Regions from separate parts of the Mus musculus genome. Here region 2 is linked to region 1. A link is a contact called in public promoter capture Hi-C data. All regions are on one chromosome and are shown on one strand. The core of a region is the stretch at or near the end of the contact, and the rest is flanking DNA. Distances in the headings are between cores, read along the strand shown. Region 1 overlaps Gm46607 (a long non-coding RNA gene). Region 2 holds the start of Mad2l1bp (MAD2L1 binding protein).

Region 1 (6,277 bases), core at 3,001-5,500:
AGGGTTTAGGAGTAGCTCATATTTAATTGAGCTGACAGTTCCAAGACTGAGGGGTGCAACTCAGTTGGTAGAGGGCTTAATGCATGAAGCCCTAGGTTCAGCTGTTGACACCATGTCAGATCAGACATGAGGGAACACATCTGGGGAGATGGCTTACTGAATGAAAGTGCTCGCTCTACATGAGCACCCATATTAGAAAAAAAAATTCAAGCAAACCAGGTGTGACTGTGTGTATTTGGAAATAAACCTCTGGTTCTTGGAGGTAGACAGTGAAGATGTGGGGGGCGGGAGGGCAAGGGAGTGTCAATGGGGCTTGCCTAGCTGAAAAACAGTGAGCTCAGATTCAATGAAAGACCCTGTCTCAAGAGAACAAAGCAGAGGGCAAGGGAGGAAGGCCCCGTATGTCTTCCTCTGGCTACAGCACAGGCACGGGCACACATCAGTGAGAGAAGTAGGGTGTACAAAGAACAAACAAACAAACGTGCACGGTAGCATGAGCCCTGGGGAGAGCACGTGACTGGAATTTCAGAAGTTCAAAGTCATATTTAGCAATCTAGTGAGGCTGGGGTTCCATCCTAGGCTACATGAATAAGACCCTGTTCAAAACCAAGTGGACCATTTCACAGGTTCAACCACTGACAGACACCAGGGAAGTCTCTGCTGACTGCAGGGGCATGGGCAGCCAGGCTGGAACTGGCTGCAGCAAGGGCAAGAACAAGTGCAGAGTGAGTGCCCACTGCCCAGTCCAGGCCCCCACTCCGTGCCCTCAGCAGGCCGGCTTCAGTGGCATCTCGCAGGGCCAACTTCTCAGTGCATGAAGTCTTCCCGTAGGATGAGAGGAGGCTTGGGCCTGCTGGACATTAAGTGGGGAAGGATGCTTACTCAGCTTTGTTAAACTCAAGAGTCAGTCTGGCTTCTCTGCTTGAGTGCTTCCTGAGCCAGGGGGCCTGGGGCTAGAAGGAAGGAAATCCCTTTCAGCCAGGAACGCCAGCCAGACCCCTCCTGAAGAGCCCCTCCTCTGGTCGCCACAGCCCCTCACCCACTCTGCAGTATTAGCTGCCCAGGGGCTACCCTTCACCTAAGCAGCTCTTCTGGGGTCCCACACACTCTCTCCATCCCCCCTCTACCCCCAGGACTACATCTGGGTGCCCCCTTCCCCACAATCCATCCGCAGCCGTCAGCTTTGGTTTTTCCAGGCCCCTTTGTCTGGCCCTTTCTGAACCCGTTTGGGGCTCAGCCCAGATCAGCAATTATAAGTACCCACTTTTCCTCTCAGCTCGCACAAGGTGCCTATTGTCCACTGTGCAAAGGAAGAGCATCCATGTTCGTGCTGTGAAGGAGGAAGGGTGTTTACTTACCCAAGGTCGGCTGCACCACCTTGCATGCTGTGCACAACCACACCCCAACACGGGAGGAACACGCACTCCTTGTGGGCCCTGTGGTAGATAAAGCAAACAGAGGTGCAGGGCACAGAATGGCTGCATAGATACAGGACATAGACTGCATAGACAGTGGGACCCTTGAGGTCAGGTTCAGCCATCCTCTGAATCTACCAGCATTGCTTTCAGGACTGCCCCATACCAGTACCCACAGATGCCCAAATGCATTGTGCACAACAAAGACATTTTACATATGACCTAATCAAATACTGTTATCCACCTAAACTACATACAATATCTCATACAACATAAATGCTATGTAAACTGTTATTGTATTGTATTGTTTAGAGAGTAAGAATGAAGGAGTAACACTGTGCAAATCCTTCCGATATTCTAACTGCTGAGCTACCTCTCCAGGCCCCATTTCCCATATTTTAAAATATTGACTGATGGGGTGTATAGCTACAGAACCCAAGGACAGAGAAAGGTGGTGGTGTGGTCCATAGAGGCTACAGCCACCTCTGCTCAGGCCTTCTGAGATTCCCTCCACTCTTTTCTTCCATCTCTTGATTAATCCGCACGCCTGCTCTCCCAGGCAGGGATCACAGCTCCTGGCAGCGAGCTAAGGGCAGGAAACCTGGGTGGCTGGAGGCATCCCTGAGTTCATCCAAGGAGAAAGAGGGATGGAAGCTACCAAGAATCTAACAGAGCAGAGCTGCAGGGCAGACCTGAGGATGCTGCTGGTTGTTGTGTTTTGAGACAAGGTCTCACTATGTGATCCTGGCTGGTTTGACGCTCCCTACAGATACCAGGTTGACTTCAAACTCACGGAGATCTCTGCCTCTGCCTCTGCCTCTGCCTTCCGAATGCTGAGATTAAATGTGTGTGCCACCATGCCTGGTGTTTCTAATATTCTTCATGGGAAAATGAGCTGTGACTTGCTCAAGAACACAGGGTAAATCTCCTGGCCCAGACTGGGGCTTGGGGACTTAGTATGAGGATCAAAGAGTAGGTTGGTCAGATGCTAGGCACATTTCTCATCCTGTAAGCACACACGTGCATACACACCCACATGGAAAGGTCGCATGCACACACACACACACACACACACACACACACCAAACCCTGTGAGTAAACTGGTAAACTGTGACCCGTGATATTAGTGGCACTAGCTGTGCACGTACTAATATCAGTGCAAGTCAGTGCATGCTCAAAACAGCAGAACTATTCTGCCCTACAGACCTGGAAGCCAGAAGGCCAAGTTCAAGCTATTGGCAGGGCCCCACTCCCTCCTCCGCACTTGGGAAGCATCCCATCTGACTCCCTGGTGATAACCACTAGAGCTCAGCGAGGGCTGCATCACCTCAGCCTTCAGGTGGCTCTGTCTGTGTCTGTGTGTCCTTTGTTCTTATGAAGACAACAGTCACTGGGTGTGGTCCCCTTGAATCTGGGGTGACCTTATCTTCAACTGAGTTACACCTACAAGGACCATACCTCCAAACAAGGTCACATTCTAAGCTTTCAGGCGGACATAACTCTGGGCGGGGCACAGAACACCATTCAATCCTCTGTAGCAGTGGCTCTCAGCCTTCCTGATGCTGCGACCCTCTAATACAGTTCCTCATGTTGTGGTGACCCCCAGCCATAAAGTTATTTTCACAGCTACTTCATAACTGCAGTTTTGCTACTATTTTGAATCGTAATATAAATACCTGGTGTGCAGGATGCCCGATGTATGACCCCTGTGAATGTGTCAGATGACACCCACCCCAGGGGTTGCGACCCACCATTTGAGAAGCGATGCACTACAGTTACATTTACAAAGATGACGGAGTAAGAATAGGGACAGCTTTTGTGGGGCGCTATCATTTACCTACTACAAATATATTAGAGGATTGTAAGAGATCCAGAGGGAAAGTAACACAGAATAGGGGTGACTGGGTAGAATAGGGGTGACGACTGGGTAGAATAGGGGTCACTGGATAGAATAGGGGGTTCAGCCTATAGTACTGGTAGGAGGGGTTCAGGAGACGCCCTACTGAGATGATTTGAACAAAGTCCTCGAGAAGTAGAAGGAATGAGCCATTTGGGTGTCTGGGGAAAGGCATCCAGGAGGCAGGAGGAGCCGTGCAAAGGTCCTGAGGCAGGAATATGCCAGACATGAGGCTGGAATAGAGTAAATGAGAGGCAGACGAACAGCAAAACGGGATCTGGCAGGTCTTGCAGGTCCCTATAGGAAGGAACCTGTCTCCTTACAGCACTGTGAGTGAGGATCGCCAGAGCTGAAGAGAAGTAGAGATGCCTGTGTTGTCACGTATCTCTCTGGCTGCTGGTTTGGGCCCAGGCTGCAGGAGGCCATGACTGAGGCTAACTCGGCTTCCAGCTCTCCACCACACCCTGCTGCCTCAGGCAGAAAAGCCTCCACAACTCGCCTGGAAAGGCGCCTCGGGTGCCCTGCCTCCCCTGCTGCTGGACCCCCCGGCCTGCCCGCAGGGTTCAGGTTTCCCCTAGTCAGCTGTACCCACCGAGCTGGGAAACTCGGCTTTCCAGAAACAGTTCGTCATTTTTCCATTCGGAAAACTTTGCTGCTCCCGCCCCTGTCCCCTGCAACCAAAGCTGAGCACGAAGCACGCGGCTATTCTGGAGCTCAGGAGGCCCACGAGCCGGGGCAGGGTGGGTCTCACCTGCTCATAGCTATCCACCACCAAACTATCCCTTTCCACAGCTGGCCATGCTACTTCCTCCTTAGGGATCCTCCCTGCCCTCCACGCGTGCTGTATCATCCATAGATCACACCTACAGCCCGCCCACCTGCTTTAGTCCTCTGCCTTGCTACGTAGGAAGGAGCACGCCCAGGCTGGAGGCCCCGGAGCACCTTGGGAAGAGGGGAGTAGGGCTGAGACTCATGCTCCCACCTTCGCTGCTGAGGTAAGTGAAGAGTTCTCCCATAGTCTTTCTTCCACGGTGTCCCTTGCTCCCTAGCCAATGGGGAACCTCCACATTTGCTGGGCCAGCCGAGTATGCAGAGCCTGAGGTCTGGGGTGATTTCTTTAGGTCCTACCGGATAATAACATTTTCTTTCTCCTCCTGCTCCAGTTTCGCCCTACACTCCTTCTTGAGGTGACCCCAAGATCCAGCTAATTGTTTTCCCCAAAGTGCCTGACCTGCGTGAGACTCAGAGGTCTAGATATGTCACAACCAATCTCCATGTTCCCCCAAAGGACTGTTATTCTCGAGCCCTGTATAAATCTCTGTCCACATGTGACCAGGGGGTCTCTTCATTCGGTCTTGGAAAAAAAAAAAAAAAGAACTAAAATTTGATGGCCATCAAAACCGAACCCCTGTCATTTCTTAAATATGGGACTTGGAGGCACATTCCTAAGTGTCTGAGTCTCCCTGGCTATAAAGTATGGATATGCTTTTCACAGTGCATAACACTGTAGTGATTTAGTTAATATCATGGATGGGGTGAACTCTGTGAATACCCAGAGTTGCCAAGCACCGGAGGTTTGAATGAGAATATCCCACACTGGCTGATATGTATGAATACTTGGTCTCCAGTTGGCGGCGCTGTTTGGGGGCGGTGTAGGGGGTGTGGCCTTGCTGGAGGAGGTGTGTCACTTGGGGCGGGCTTTGAGGTTTCAAAGCCTCCGTGACTTCTCTCTTAGCTCCAGGCTTCCAGTTTAAAGAGGCAAGCCTTCAACTTCAATGGCCATGGCTCTAGTCTGCCTTGGTGGAGTCTTAATCCCCTGGAACCGTAATCCAACATGAACTCTTCCATAAAGTGCTCCGGTCCTGGCGTTTTATCTCAGCAGCGAGAACTAATCAGTACACAGAGCTACGCATCTTGATGAGCCAAACACGGGCCTCTGCTCTCCCTGCAAAAATCTCCAAGGGCTAAGCAGAGGTTTAAGCATGCATTCTTCTAGATATTTCTTGCTTTTATTTTTGAGATTATAAAAACAATTACATCATCGCCCCCTTCCCTTTCCTCCCTCCAAATACTATGTCCTCAGCATCTCTGGGCTGCCTGGGTAAGGATGCTTTGTGTAAGGATGGGGCCTGTGGCTTTCCCCATCGACTTTGCCTATTGAAGCTGCCCTATTCAGCTCCCGTGTAGGCTGTCATGTTTGTGAGACTTTATGGCTGTAGCCTCTGACAAGGCTATGCCTGCAATGTTCCCGGAGCCTTAGGTGCAGGAGTTGTTTTGTAGATGTTTCCACTGGGACTGAGCTCCACAGCTCTGCATTTTGATTGATTGATTGATTTTGATTGATTGCTCTTTAGAATAACAGTGTAGGGATCAGTTAGAGGCGATCAGTTTTGTTGTTGTTGTTGTTGTTGGAGTTTTTTGTTTGTTTTGTTTTGTAATAGTCTCAGTTGCAAAGAGTTTTTCTCCTGAGCAGTGAGGACTACACTGGTATCTGGTGATCTGGAGCTAGGAGCCCCTGATGGGAGAGAACAGTCAACATTTGTCTTTCAGGGTCTCACTCAATATGATCTTTGCTAGAGCCATCCATTTACTGCCTAGACCCTGGGCAAGTGTGGGGCAAGCGGACCGTGGACCAGACGGAAGAACTGGTAAGGTTGAAGCAGGTTGAAAAACCCCGGTAAATCTCATGATTGAAAACAGCAGGCAGTGGAACCAGCTCCCCGTCAGGTTCTACCAATCCTGGAACAAGTGACCATGACACCCCACTGAGAGGACCATGGCAACTGGTCACATAGCCTAAAAACCTGGAGTTTTCCACGCTAATGAGGAATCTAGACAGGCCCCGAGTGTTTAGCCAATGAGCTTCCCTTCCTGGGCATCCCTTCCCGCAAAACCTATTTAATACCTGGTTCACCCTGAGTAAGACTAGGCATTCACATCTGCCATAAAAATAAAGCAGTTTGGA
Region 2 (5,489 bases), core at 108-2,607, 330 kb before region 1:
GGTGGCGCTCGCCTTTAATCTCAGCATTTGGGAGGCAGAGACAGGCATATTTCTGAGTTCGAGGCCAGCCTGGTCTACAGAATGAGTTCTGGACAGCCAGGGCTACACAGAGAAACCCTGTCTTGAAAAACAACAGCAACAACAAAGAACTTATTTATTATCGTTACATGTTTGACCTTATAAACCCCCCCCCTTTTTTTTTTTTGACACAGGGACTCTCAGTATAGCCCTGGATATCCTGGAATTCACTCTGTAGACCAGGCTGGCCTCAAACTCTAGATCTACCTGCCTCTGCCTCCCCAGTGCTGGGATTAAAGCTGATATGACCATACCCAGCCATAACATGTTAATGTACTCGCGTCACTTCCCCATTTGTGTTTGTGAGTGAGCCTGTTACATAGTGGTGTAGAGGGACTCTAGTCTCTCCTTTCACTTTGTGGGTCCTGTTTGAACTCAGGTCATCGAGCTTGGCAGCAAGCTTCCTTATGTCTGTGGCATCTCCCAGGATTCCTTCCTGCCCTACTTTGAAAAAGCTTATTCATCCCCCTATGTGAGATCAAGTTCAAACTTCACTTGGGAATTCCTGTCATGACCTTGATGCCGTTTATCTATTACCACCTTAACAATTCAGGTAGGCCTGGAACTCAGGAACTCTGCCTCCTGAGTGCTGGGATTAAAGGCGTGCACCGCCACTGTCCTGCTAAAAACCTTAACTCTTTATAGTATTATAAGGGTCTATGACGGGCGTGGTGGTGCACGCCTTTAATCCCAGCATTTGGGAGGCAGAGGCAGGTGGATTTCTGAGTTCGAGGCCATCCTGGTCTACAAAGTGAGTTCCAGGACAGCCAGGACTATACAGAGAAACCCTGTCTGGAAAAACCAAAAGAAAAAAAAAAAAGGGTCTATGATTTGCTCAAGAAAGATAACCCAGACTCAAACAGTATGTAAACACAAAGAGTGTTTTATTCTGCAGAAGTCCAACATGCTGGAGTCTCCCATTACCAAGATAGAGAGACCCCGAAGTGAGTTCAAAGGCTGGATTTAAAGCACTATTAAGCGAATTCCAGGGAGGGGTAGGTGAACTTCTAGTTTACTTAATCTTGGCTCTATCTCTAAGGACATTCCAGAATGGGGGGTTGGGGGCGGGGTGGGTGCTGGAAACTATTGCTGAGAAAAAAAAAAAAAAAAAATGAAGGCATCCCCAGCCCCAGGGGACGACTGGGTCGCCTAAGTGGGAGGGGCCAAGAGCTCCCCGGCTTGGGTGTGGTTCAAGTCATCTCCAACCTCCACCATTCAGCGGCTGCGCTGAGTCCCTTCTGGCTGGTAAGAGCCGGAAGTGGAGCTTAAGCTTCCCATGATTCTTTGCGGGGCGTCTATTTTAACCGCAGGACGACTAGGCTGGCAGTCGCGATGGCTGCGTCCGGTGAGGAGGATATGTCCGAACTGTCCCCTGCTGCTGCCCCAAGTAAGGCGTGGGATCCATAACTTGGGGACTCGTTTCTTCCCTGCTGCTACCTCCCCAGATGCATTTAGTGGCTGACGTTTCCTCCGTCGTTCCTTTCTGTCCTTGTTCCTGGTGTCCCAGTCCGCCCTATCTCTGCAAGTCACTCCCTCGCCCTTAAGTGGAATTGTTTTTCCTGCCCTGTCCCCTTGGGTGTTCTGCCCCTGATATTTCATACCGAAACATTAGTCTCAGTCTTCTAAAGCCCCCTTTCCTGTCCCTGATGTCACTTAAATCGTCCCCGGCCAGTATCAGGTTTCCTGTCACCTATGGGAGTGTCTGCTGATGGAGCCTCTGGGAACGCTAAGACTAACGCTGACTTTGACAACCCCTCCCCTTTCTTTACCTTTTCACTTATGGACTAGATTTGGATTGGTATGAGAAGCCGGAAGAAACTCATGCTCCTGAAGTAGATCTTGAGACTGTCATCCCGCCAGCCCAGGAACCTTCCAATCCTGCGGAGCCCTTTTGCCCAAGAGACCTGGTGCCGGTGGTGTTTCCCGGGCCTGTGAGCCAGGAAGACTGCTGCCAGTTTACTTGTGAACTTCTCAAGCATATCCTGTACCAGCGCCATCAGCTCCCTCTGCCCTATGAACAGCTGAAGCACTTCTACCGGAAAGTTCCCCAGGTATGTGCAGGCTTTCTGAGAAAATTGGTGGGAAGACTTTGTGGCTCATAGATGATGGGGAAGTAGAAAAGTGACCTAAGATGTCTTCAGCCTCCCTGCAAGTCTAGGCTTTTGCAGAGCCTTCCTTGCCTCATTTTCTCTGCACTTGGGTCTCTCCCTTTTTTCTCTTGTTCTTTTTCTGAGACTCTTCCTATTACCGGTTGTATGAGGATATTATTAGTTCTTTTTGGAGCTGTACTGATGGTTGTGAGCCATCATGTGATTCCTGGGAATCAAACTCAGGACATTTTCTGCCCGCTCCGGCCCTGCTCACTCTGGCACAAGGGTTTGTTTGTTTGTTTATGGTTTTCTTTGAGACAGGGTTTCTCTGTATAGCCCTGGCTGTCCTAGAACTCACTTTGTACACCAGGCTGGCCTTGAACTCAGAAATCCGCCTGCCTCTGCCTCCCAAGTGCTGGGATTAAAGGCGTGTGCTTATTTATTATATGTAGGTACACTGTAGCTGTCTTCAGACACTCCAGAAGAGGGAGTCAGATCTCATTAGGGATGGTTGTGAGCCACCATGTGGTTGCTGAGATTTGAACTCAGGACCTTTGGAAGAGCAGCAGTTAGTGCTCTTAACTGCTGAGCCATCTCTCCAGCACATGAGTTTGATCTTCTTTAATTAATTTTTTTTTTTCGAGACAGGGTTTCCCTGTATAGCCCTGGCTGTCGTGGAACTCACTTTGTAGACCAGGCTGGCCTCGAACTCAGAAATCTGCCTGCCTCTGCCTCCGCCTCCCAAGTGCTGGGATTAAAGGCGTGTGCCACCACTGCCCAGCTAACTTTTTTTTTTCCAAAACAAGATTTCACTATGTAGTTTAGGCTGGTCTCTGAGACCTGGCTACCTCAACTTCCCCTAGGGACTTATGGCGCTGCAGGTGTGCTATACCACTTCTGGCCTTTCCTTAGTCTTCATGGTCTCCATCTGCCTCTCTCTGTCTCTTGTCTGTCTGTCTTTCTGTCTCTCTCCCCCCTTTCCTTCCCCCACCCCCACCCCCATCCCAATCCATGCCTCCCTCTCTCTCCGCCTCCCCTCCCCTCCCGGGAACCCAAGGCCTCTCTGACAGGCTAGACAAGCGTCTTACTGAATTACAGCCCCAGACCTGGACCAGCTCTTTACATTTGAATTTCTTTTTCTCACCACATTTTCACCTCTGTTTCTGGCTTTGTTTTAATGTGTTTTCTTGGGAGGATTTCTAGACCTCAGATTCTAACGATTTTCTTCATCTTCTTCATGTATCAAAACAGGGTTTCTCTGTGTCACCTTGGTTGTCCTGGAACTCACTCTGTATAAACCAGGCTGGCCTCAAACTCAGAGAGAGATCCACCTGCCTCTGCCTCCCGAGTGCATGAGCCATCTCCTGGTCTGATTACCTTGTGAATTTCGGTGTTCCTCCTGGCCTGTTCCGCCTGGGCACTGGGATTACAGCCACCATGCCCTTCAGGACCACGAAATTCTACTTTTTTAAGGGTTTCCCCCCCCCCACCTCCCATTACCCTTGTTCCTTAAAGTGTCTTTCAGAATCCTTTTCCTCTTTGTTTCTTTTTGGTTTTTGCTGTTGGTTGTCTTATGTCGGAAAGTTTTACTCTATCTGGTAAATATTTCAGAATAAACCATTGTCTGATGCCTGAGCCTTATGAGGTAATTATACCATAAGGAGATTTCTTTGGAGAACTCACTGAGGGCCAGGTATGGTGGTCTAACCCCAGCAGTTAAGAGAGAGGCAGGCAAACCTCTGAGTTCTAGGCCATCCTGTTTTTTTTTTTTTTTCCTTTTTTTATCCTTTGTATTTACTATTTAATTTAATTTATTTTTTTAATATATATATATTTTTTTTTGGTTTTGTCGAGACAGGGTTTTTTAATATTTTTATTAGGTATTTTCCTCATTTACATTTCCAATGCTATCCCAAAAGTTCCCCATACCCTCCCCCCCCAACTCCCCTACCTACCTACTCCCACTTTTTGGCCCTGGCATTCCCCTGTACTGGGGCATATAAAGTTTGCAAGTCCAATGGGCCTCTCTTTACAGTGATGGCCGACTAGGCCATCTTTTCATCATATGCAGCTAGAGTAGAGAGCTCCAGGGTACTGGTTAGCTCATAATGTTGTTCCACCTATAGGGTTGCAGATCCCTTTAGCTCCTTGGGTACTTTCCCTAGCTCCTCCATTGGGGGCCCTGTGATCCATCCAATAGCTGACTGTGAGCATCCACTTCTGTGTTTGCTAGGCCTCGGCATAGGCTCACAAGAGACAGCTCTATTTGGGTCCTTTCAGCAAAATCTTGCTAGTGTGTACAATGGTGTCAGCTTTTGGAAGCTGATTATGGGATGGATCCCCGGATATGGCAGTCTCTAGATGGTCCATCCTTTTGTCACAGCTCCAAACATTGTCTCTGTAACTCCTTCCATGGGTGTTTTGTTCCCAATTCTAAGAAGGGGCAAAGTGTCCACACTTTGGTCTTCGTTCTTCTTGAGTTTCATGCGTTTAGCAAATTGTATCTTATATCTTGGGTATCCTAAGTTTCTGGGCTAATATCCACTTATCAGTGAGTACATATTGTGTGAGTTCCTTTGTGATTGGGTTACCTCACTCAGGATGATGCCCTCCAGGTCCATCCATTTGCCTAGGAATTTCATAAATTCATTCTTTTTAATAGCTGAGTAGTGCCGGGCGTGGTGGTGCATGCCTTTAATCCCAGCACTTGGGAGGCAGAGGCAGGCGGATTTCTGAGTTCGAGGCCAGCCTGGTCTACAGAGTGAGTTCCAGGACAGCCAGGGCTGTACAGAGAAACCCTGTCAAAAAAAAAAAAAATAGCTGAGTAGTACTCCATTGTGTAGATGTACCACATTTTCTGTATCCATTCCTCTGTTGAGGGACATCTGGGTTCTTTCCAGCTTCTGGCTATTATAAATAAGGCTGCTATGAACATAGTGGAGCATGTGTCCTTCTTACCGGTTGGGACATCTTCTGGATATATGCTCAGGAGAGATATTGCGGGATCCTCTGGTATTACTATGTCCAATTTTCTGAGGACATCCTGGTTTTTATTGGCAGTTCCAGGACAGCTGGGGTGCATAAGGGAGACCTCATTTTAAGAAGGAAGAGAGAGCCGGGCATGGTGGCACATGCCTTTAATCCCAGCACTCGGGAGGCAGAGGCAGGCAGATTTCTGAGTTCAAGGCCAGCCTGGTCTACAAAGTGAGTTCCAGGACAGCCAGGGCTACACAGAGAAACCCTGTCTGGAAAAAAACAAACAAAAAAAAAAAGAGAGAGAGAGAGACAGAGACAGAGACCAAGAGACCAACCCATATTATT

Evidence for each region. Promoter capture Hi-C pulls out the DNA fragments that hold promoters and counts their contacts.
Region 2: a contact with region 1 is called in a promoter capture Hi-C map of embryonic stem cells, with 4 times the contacts expected there. The contact joins the promoter of Mad2l1bp here to the enhancer-like site in region 1. A contact is called at or near these places in 4 of 39 promoter capture datasets (the 3T3-L1 cell line, the HPC-7 cell line, cranial neural crest and 1 more), 2 of 484 Hi-C or Micro-C datasets (the C2C12 cell line and nephron progenitors), 14 of 115 datasets of contacts at active chromatin or transcription factors (the SCID.adh cell line, acute myeloid leukemia, astrocytes and 9 more) and 1 of 9 other capture datasets (adipose tissue).

The regions. Positions count from the first base shown.
Region 1 is chr17:45,820,239-45,826,515 of GRCm38.p6, reverse strand. Gm46607 (a long non-coding RNA gene) reads right to left here. Exons shown (of 3, transcript XR_001782269.2): 2 at 1,359-1,436; 3 at 856-953. Gm35692 (a long non-coding RNA gene) reads left to right here. Exons shown (of 3, transcript XR_876833.1): 2 at 3,638-4,307; 3 at 4,476-4,641. Among named protein-coding and RNA genes, the nearest start is that of Gm35692, 5.5 kb to the left of the region's middle. Within about 2 kb of position 4,250, at least 8 of the 459 cell types and tissues checked have an H3K27ac peak or open chromatin away from gene starts, as enhancers often do. A contact at or near this core is called in embryonic stem cells, where this site is marked.
Region 2 is chr17:46,149,419-46,154,907 of GRCm38.p6, reverse strand. It overlaps Mad2l1bp (MAD2L1 binding protein), which reads left to right and starts at 1,357. Exons shown (of 3, transcript NM_025649.3): 1 at 1,357-1,465; 2 at 1,867-2,129. The coding sequence starts at 1,411.